2 separate regions of the Anas platyrhynchos genome follow, and region 2 is linked to region 1. A link is a contact called in public Hi-C data. All regions are on one chromosome and are shown on one strand. Each heading gives the region's core, a stretch centred on a gene start, on an enhancer-like site or on the middle of the called end of the contact. The rest is flanking DNA. Distances are from core to core; before and after follow the strand shown. Region 1 holds the start of LOC140002234. Region 2 overlaps LGSN (lengsin, lens protein with glutamine synthetase domain).

Region 1 (4,603 bases), core at 254-2,753:
TCAAAGAAGCTGCCAGTGACCCTTACTTCCAGTGTACACTACTGTGCTGCAGTACTGAAAGGATGTTGCATCAGAAAGTAATTTGATCCTAAAATCGTGATCAGTTTAATGTGCAATGAAACAGTAAACAAAAGCTTGCATTGTTGGAGGAAAAAAACAGCACACATTAAAGCAGGTAGAGAGCTGTTTAATCTGTCTCAGAACTCTGTCCAAAGCAAATTCCTCAGGCTCTACTGATGAGAGAGGGAAGGTCTGTCTGCATTTTCTCTTTTTCCACTGAAACCTTCCTAACATCGTAACCGCCAACAAATAAACAGTATTCCAAGCAGCCATTAACCTTGGGATCATCTTATTACTTCATAGTATTCCAAGCACATTTACAAGAAGCTTTATATGGAGCAGCGACAAGTTCACCAGACACGCGCCCTGAGTCAGTCAGTAAATAGAAAACGCAAAACTAAATAAACACAGGCCAGATGTATTTATAGCCCAGAAAGGCTGAATTTGTAACCTCAGCAGAGACGTGACTCCTGGACAGAAATTAGTTGATGCGTGTGTAGTCTGGAGGCAGGTGGAGTGAAAGGTGATGTGATACAGGCGTCTTCTGAGTAACACCTTTTATATGCAAGTTATCAAAAAAAAAAAAAAAAAAGAAACAAAGCCTGTGAATATGCCGTGGAGGTTATACAAAAATAGAAAATTTAGGCAAAACTGAATCATGGCATGGTTTGGGTTGGAAGGGACCTCGCAGATCATCGAGGATCATGACAGGGCTGCTCGGGGCCTCATCCAGCCTGGTCCTGAGCACCTCCAGGGAGGCGCCGTGCCCTTGTGCAATTTAATATAAAACAGGCGAGACTTAGAATTAGCCGTTTATTTCTTAGCCGAGACACGGGTCTGTCAGGACGGGACACTGCTGACCCGCAGTAACGCGCCACGCAGGAGAAAGGCTCAGCGAGCCGGCTGCGGCAGCGCTGCCTCACGCAGCTCCCTTCAGGCGGAGCTGCCCCACACGAGCTGTTCCCGGGCTGACGGTGCCCGGCCGGGGGCCTCCGCTCCGGACTCGCCGCCAACATCCCCCCGGTGCCCCCCCCGGGCACCCTCCGCTCCGCTCCGCTCCCCTCCGCAGCGGCCGGGGGCGGCGCTCCCCGCCCCTGTGGGCGAGGCGCGACCGCTCCGGGCCCTGCCCCCGCCCCCCTCCCGCCACCTCCCTCAGCAACCGGTTCCCGCCGGCTGCCTCCGCCTCTCGGCGCCCTCCCGCCCCCGCCCCGCGGCAGCCCCGCCCCGCGGGCGGCTCCGCTCCCGCCCCCTCCGCGCCGGCGGCGCCTCGGATTGGGCGGGCGCCACGCCCGTCGCGGCCGGGCGCCGGCGAGGGGCGGGCCCCGCGGCGCTAGTGCAGGAGGCGGCGCCCAGGCTCCCCCCTTGAGCCGCCGCGTCCGCGCCGCGCCAGCCCGCAGAGCCGCCGCCCGCCGCAGCTGTATGCCCCAGCCCCGCTCCGCCGCCGAACCCCCTCCGGCAGCTCCGCGGCCTCCAGCGCCTCCGCGTCCTCCTGCTTCTGCTCCTCCTGCCCCCGGCGGTGGCGCCCGCACCCCGGCTGTATGATCAGGCTACAGTCTTCAATGAGTAACCATATTCCTGTGAGTGCCGCCGCGACGCGACGCGACGCCCCCCCCCCGCTTCCCTTCCCCGCACCCTGCCCGCGGACCCTCGCCCCCCCCCCCGGGCGTGCGGGGCTCGGCGCCTCTCCCTCTCCTCTCTTCCCCTCTCCCCCCCTTTCCCCGGCCCCTTCCGTCTCCTCCATGTTGTCTCCTTTGTTCTGGTCGCGGGGCAGCCGGGCTGGGCTCGCCCTCGCCGCGCCGCCAGGGGATGGGTTGACCTGTCCGCCGCTCCGCATCACCGTCTGGCGGCGGCGGTGGCGGCGGTGGCGGCGGCTCCCCCCCGGTGCGGGCACCGCAGCGCCCCGGCGTTGTGGCAGGCCGGGAGCCCCCTGCCGGGGGGAGGCCGGGGCCGGGCGGCGGCTGCGGGGGACAAGATGGCTCCGCGGCGGGAGCCGGGGGGAAGAAGCGCGGCTCCGACCCGGCAGCAGCAGCAGCAGGAGGAGGAGGAGGCGGCGGCCCCCCGGCGGCGCTCGGCGCGGCCCCGGGCCCGCGGGGCGCTGGGACAAGCCCCGGCCTGTCCGGCCGCGTGGGCGAGGGGGGGGCGGCCGGGGGGGAGCCATGGCGGCGGGGCACGTGCGCGGCCGCCATGAGGGGGGGCGGCCATGAGGGAGGCCGGGAGGGCGGCGGGGCGGCCGCGCTTTGTCTGCGCCGGGCGGCGGCTGCCGGGGCGCGGAGCCTGCCCCAAACGAGGCCGGGAGCGGGCTGAGGGGAGAGGGACTGCGGAGGAGGCGGCTGAAGGCAGGTTGAGGCTGGGTGCCGCCGTAGCAGCCTGCCGCTCCGCGGGTACGAGCTGCCGAGCGTAATAAAAGCCGTGAATTTGGCCGGAGCCTGTCGTTGAGCCCTTTCTTTGTGGTGTTCTCTTCCCCTCCCCTCGTAATCTCTCCCTTGCTTAACTTCCGTGACCGCAGAGCACGCTGTGTGTTAAAGCAGCAACGCCACAGAGCTGGCAGGTGGCGGTGCGCCCTCCGCAAGCAAGCAAAACGCGGTCAAAATCCGGCTGCTGTCAGCTGGGAGCAGCAGGAGCACGGGCACTTGCGTGCGGCTCGTAGCTGCCGGCACAGCGAATCCTCTGAGCTGACCCTGGCGCAAGGGCTCGGCGATCCTGCTGCGCCTCGCTGCTGCCGGAGACAACTTCCCAATATGTCTACCTGTGTCTGCGGAGTCGCCGAAGCAGTGACTCAGAAGTACGAACGCTGTCTCCTCGTAACTTCATTAAACTGTCAGATCAAAAAACAAAAAGAAAAACAGCGTGGAGATGGCACTCAAATGTCAGCTCTCGTTATTATACCGACGGAACGGCAGCGCGCTTTGAAATTGTTGTACAGGAGCGGCATTGTTTCAGGGGAAAAATGTGAAAGAATGCAGGGAGGAAATGTGAGAATGAGGAAGAAAAATGAGTGACAGCTGTAGCGAGGGCTGAGGGAGAAGGTTATCATTGTCTTAGTGAAACTAAACGTGTCAGTATGGCAGTAAATAAATAAAACTTGTCCTTATCTAATAAATCCTATCTTGTGAAACCTTTCTGTTATGACAAAGACATGCCACGTAATAATGCTGGATCTATCCCAGTGTGTAGGCTGACTGTAAGTGATCACGTCTCTTAAAGATTAACCAGAACTCCCTGATCAGTGTATTACTGAATTCTCAGCTAGTTGTAGATACCTTATATTTGAAGATAAAACTCAGTCTATAAGATCAATAAATAAGGTAACTGTTACAAGTAGATCCCTAACTTCTTACAGCTTCTCTCACAGGTGCAGCTTCTTTTGGGGGATTTGTATTACACTTAAAATACAGCAGTAACTGTATTTGCCTTTATATGCTTAAAACATAATGGAGTATGTTTTGAGTAGAATGACAGGAATTGAGTAGTTTGCTGTTTAAGCAACAGAAGTGTTAAGTAGTTTCTGAGTCTGTCCTTCCTCACTTTCAGAAACTCAGACGATGCATTAGAAAAGGGGTGGAATTGGATTGTCACGTCTTGCTTTCCCCAGTAGGGAATTAAGGCTTTTTTCATGTTCTTTCGTGGTGCAAGCAGGAGAACTGGGAATATAGTCACAAGGCCTCTGTTTCATCATCTGTTGAAGTTGCATTGACTTGCTATACAGGAAGTTTTGAGATAATCTTTTCTTCCCCTGAACTGCATGCTTTAACCACAAGAAATGTCCTTTGTGGAGCATGTTGTAACAAATTTGTGATAAACCCTTGGCATTTCTTGTTTGCGCTATCGGAGTGTATTTTCTTAGGCTGTGAGTTGCTCTCTCTGGGCCAAAATGGGTAGCCCTGTCACCGTGGATATCATAACACAGGTGTTCGCGTACCCTGTAGATGGAAGGTGAATCTTGTCAACAATACCTAATGAAGGTGTGCCATCACCTTACGTAATGGCTCTGTAGTTAGTACCCCTTTCCCTCCCACTTCTTTGTGCCTTTGTTACCACTTAGGCCTTGAGTAGTAAGAGTCTGGACACTTGCCCCCCAGTTTTTCAGTAGCTTTTTGACAAGTAGCAAGTTTAGAACAATTGTAGGCACTGCCACATTGTAAGGAAGTTCAGTTTTCTAGCTTTTATTGCATAGTTTCAGTGACAAAGTGTACTATAGTGTGGTTTCAGAGAATGTGACACCCACATCGCTGATTCTGGACATAAATGTTCAGTCTAGGAGCAGGTGGGTTGAGCAGCTGAGAGCCATCTTACACATCTTCTGAAAGTGAAGTGCCCTGCAGCTGTGTAGACCAGAGCTTCTGGATTGCACACTTCTAAAGGTGCTACCAGGTTTTGAACAAACATCAGCACCATGGGTTAACCTTACAGGCCTTCCACTTCCACATGTCGGTACCAGTCTAACACATTTTTCAGAAGCACTTTTTGCCAGATGTAAATGATTGTTTAAAACAGAATTGATGTTTGAATCTTCCTGTCAGCAAAGACAAATAATTTAGTTTCC
Region 2 (4,327 bases), core at 794-3,293, 65 kb before region 1:
TTGCAATTGACATAACTAGTAAGCCTTTGGAAAAAAAAAAAAAAAAAAAAAAAAAAAAAAAGGTGGGGGAGGTTTTTCATAAAGTGGAAGGCTTATTCTTGACATGAGTGCTATTCCTCTGCTAAACAAAATCCCCGCTTCAAAACAGGGTGGTGCTGGAGTGTTTCAAAGGCCTCAAAGTATTAACATGAGCAAAATGGCACTTTGTTCCTGGGTTCATTTGTTGAAGGGGCTGAACGATTTGGCTGAAATATTATGGAACTCAGCCAGGGGCACAGGCAGGGTAGGAAAAGTTTTGGCTTAAACTCAGCATTTCAGAAAAGGTGGAAACAACTAAAAACACTATTGCATAATGGGAATGGTAGCTTTCTTCAATGGTGCCTTCAGTGGTGCATAATAAGTGGTGCTGCTAACACCACATGTAACAGAGTTCTGACCTGCTTTTTTACTTTCCATTACTGCAGCAGGGGAAGGTTTTTTTTAATACAAATACGGGAATACATTAAAAAGTCATTAATGACCCATCCTATATAACATTCATTTCTCCTCAACTTGGCATGCCGTTTTAATTAGGGGCTTGAAAAATGAAAAAGAAATAAACACGGTCTGAAGATATTCCTAGCATTATTCTCTCTCTGACATCTCCAATGCAGACCACAGCCCTCCCAACCTGTGAGAGACAAAGAGACATGTGGAAAGTGAGAGATGTATATCCTGTGTGCCAGCTAATGTTAACAAGATGTACATGCCACTGTGACTCAGCAACAACAAACCTGCAATTTCCGGCAGGCTTCAGGCATTTGACATCAGAATGACTCAGCGTCCACACAGAGAGTTGAAGAGTTCTTTGCACAATTGCACCAGAGCATCTTTAAAATAATTTTGCAGAAATAACTGTAGTTTTCAAGGTCTCCCTATTCTTATATTTAGTTATTGCAGTAACCTTCTTGTGATTGTTTCAAAAATCAGTTACTATCACATGGAGCTGGTTGTGGCTCCACTACTCTTACAAAACAGTATTGCATATTGTTCTTCAATAAATTCTTATCATACCTTATTTTCCACCAAATCTTTGATATTTGGGAATGGAGGCAGCAGGAACACAGAGCCCACAAAGGAGCTGTGCCTGCATTTTATTAGATTTTGTTCATCTACTGCTGCTTTAAGAACCACTTTCTCTCAATTTTATTTCTCAGAACTTTTTGGCAGCCCACTGAAAAAAAAATAAACATAAATATTCTAAGGTAGGAGTTGTCACTGAATACTGGTGAAAGGGAGCTGAGTGACATCCTACAGGCTGGGGGAAATTTTAATGCTTAAGAATGAGAAGTAAATCATACTTCTCCCAGAGAACAGCCCACCTTCAGCACCTGAACAACCCCACAGTTCCTAGCATAACCACACAGTGAGCTCAAGACCTCTAGCTCTGACTGAAAAGTAGAAATTTAAAACATGCTGAAATGGACAAGATCCCTTCACCCATGCTTACAAAGGTGGCCATAACTACTCATCCTCAGTCAAGAAGTCCCATGTGGAATACAAAATCACTCCACAGGTGAACCACGGTGTTTGTAACTCTTCTACATGAAGGCATCTAAGCACTAGCATACGGACTCCCACAAATAAAACAGGCTCGTATTGCGCAAAAGTCAGCTCTGATGAGTTTTGACATCAGTTATTTAAAAAATAACTGAGAGCTCAAAATCTGATAATGGAGATTCTTACAGTGTCATGTAGCAGTTGTTGTTCCAGTCATCTTGTATAACAGAGAGCTAAGCAATTGACTCAAAAATTAATATGCAAAAAGAATATTACCCAGGTTGCAAGGTATTTGTTGACATTTACTTTTTTAGGTGCTGCAACCCCTGTGCAGGCTCTGCTTGTGCTTCTGGCAAAAAAGATTCTGGACAGCTTCAATCCAGATGTTGGAGAGTCACTTTAGCTGTTGCTCTCTCAGTCACTTGAGTTCTTTTACCCTGCTCAAGTTAAAGAAAACAAGTGAGTGCTTAAACATGTTAGCTTGGCACAACAATACCTTAACACAGGCACACAGCTGGTGTGTGACCATACGGCGGGGAATGCAAGCTAGGAACTTAGGTCAGACACTAGGAGTTAAGAAACATCAGATAAATTACTTCCTGGCAACTTTAATTCTGTTCCCTTGTGCAATTACATTTCAATGCAGTCTTTAATTATGTAATCACATCCTATTCTTCCTCTTTTTGCCTCTTATTTTTAATGAAGAAACTGGATTCCCTTGGTAGCTAAATTAAGATTTCAGAAGCAACTGTAGATATAGTGATTCCTAGTTTTCAGATGCTTGACCTGCATTCTAATTTATATTTTTTGGCATAGCTTTTTTCATATGTAAGTTTAAATGGAATGATAACATCAAAGTAAGGTGAATTCAGAGTGTCTTTTACCCCAGCTTTGCAAGTGGCTGATGTAGTCTTTGTTTTTCATCCACCACAAGCTTCAAACCCACACACGCTGCCTTGTGAAAAGTTTCATTGTTTGGTTGGCTTGTTTCTAGAAGAAAAATGTTTCTACTAAATGTTGAAATGTAATCATACATCATGGGAGATGTCACATTCTCTCTGAAAATCTTGAAAGAAAAAAAAAAAAGACAAGTAATTGATCTGCAATTCTCACAAGGTAGCATTCCAAATTTATATATATATATACATATATATAAACATAAAAGTTTGGAGTTGAAAATTTATGAGGTCAGGTTCAGACTTCTTGCATTCATTTTTTCACCAAAAAGTCAATATTTTCTTTCAGGGAAGAAAGTCAGCTCTCGTAGTTACTCTGCTTCCAAGTGGTAGCTAGCACTGTTTGAAAATGTTACCACGCAATGGTAGGACAGCAGAGAACAAATTAAACAAAATTCTTTCCTCAATGTACTTCAACTTGCATTTGAAATTGAAGGGAAGAAACTGTTTCTAGTTTTGTTTACTTAACCTACTTCAGCTCTTTTGTTTGTAGTTATAATGAAGTTCTAGAGGTATTGATGAACCACTCAAAGAACACTGTGTTTTTGTCCAGGTCAGTCAGTGGGTCCAAAGATTGAAAACAAAATGTTACATTTTCTTCTTGGTAATTTAAGAAGCTTTGATATTGCTGTTTCTGCTTAATGCCTGTTTAAAAGCATCTTTTTCCAACCACCACTGACCAGACCTGAAAGCTTTTTGTATTGTTCTGAAGGAGGTTATTCATTCTGGTTTAATCTATTGTGAGCTAACGTGATCTGGATGTCAGATTTGCTCTTTATTCAACTAAGTGACTCATGGCCACTTCTACTCCAGTTTCTCCACATCTTCAGCCTGTTTTTCCAGGTTCACCTGGAGTTTGGGCTAGGCTGCCTTCAGGCAGATGTTCTTCATTTTGACTTCTCTTTTCAGTCTTGTAACTGAGGCTAAAGTGTGAACATAAAAGAAACCAAATATCCCAGGAATGTGATGAAAAAATATGAAACTTTTCTAGAGGTCATTAACCTGTGAACCTATTTAATCAGTCAAGGAGATGCCACGCTACCATGAAACATGGGAAATATTTGAGATTTATAAAGTTTTAATATTATACAAACTTTTGGCTGATGAGCTTTTGTATTAAATTCTTTTATGAATCTTTCGGAGAACAGATTGTCACTGTACAGCCCTGAGACTTTGTTATGGCTTGCACCAGACGTCCTGTGCCTGAAGCTAATAAATAGCTGTGATATCAAAATTTAAAAGGCAATACTGTGCATTCCTATGGGACTCCTCCTTTTCAAAAGCCTTTCACACTAATGAAATGACTTTACTAAAAAACAGGAGTTTTATCAGATCTGGCTTGATTCAGATTGCCTGTCCTATCTTGTTGTATTAGTGTAGAGGACATGGAATCCATCACACAGAAAAATTACCTAAAAATAATCTGCTCAAGAAATAACAATTACTAATTGCTTTTGTTTATCTGAATTAAATTTTCTACTGTTCACAGAATACAGCTCTTTCAGAGAACCCCTGTTGCTTTGTGGAAACGTTTTTTGGGAAAAGCATTCTCTTTTTATGGTGTTGCTACCAGGGATTTTTTTTTATTCTGCCTCTCATTTTTATTATTATGAAAATTAACTCTTGTATGAAGACAGGATTTTTGTTCTTTGAGATTTATTCATAAGAACACCACTTTTTAGCATTTATTTAGCACTTTTCATCTTTGAAAAAGCAACAAAACATCTGTTAGTTACTATTTGCTATCTACCATAATACTAGAGCATAAATGATGTCTTACCATTCTTCTTCCAAAGAATGTTCTCCTTTTTGCCTCCAAACTCATAGAATTA

Evidence for each region. Hi-C and Micro-C count contacts between places; a contact is called where the count stands out from the background.
Region 2: a contact with region 1 is called in a Hi-C map of small yellow follicle, with 2.6 times the contacts expected there. The contact joins the enhancer-like site here to the promoter of LOC140002234 in region 1. A contact is called at or near these places in 2 of 8 Hi-C or Micro-C datasets (skeletal muscle and small yellow follicle).

Annotation. Positions count from the first base shown.
Region 1 is chr3:93,281,381-93,285,983 of IASCAAS_PekinDuck_T2T, reverse strand. LOC140002234 reads left to right here and starts at 1,503. Exons shown (of 2, transcript XM_072036314.1): 1 at 1,503-1,637. The coding sequence starts at 1,599.
Region 2 is chr3:93,347,652-93,351,978 of IASCAAS_PekinDuck_T2T, reverse strand. The region is part of intron 1 of LGSN (lengsin, lens protein with glutamine synthetase domain); the gene reads right to left. Among named protein-coding and RNA genes, the nearest start is that of LGSN, 26 kb to the right of the region's middle. Within about 2 kb of position 2,043, at least 3 of the 8 cell types and tissues checked have an H3K27ac peak or open chromatin away from gene starts, as enhancers often do.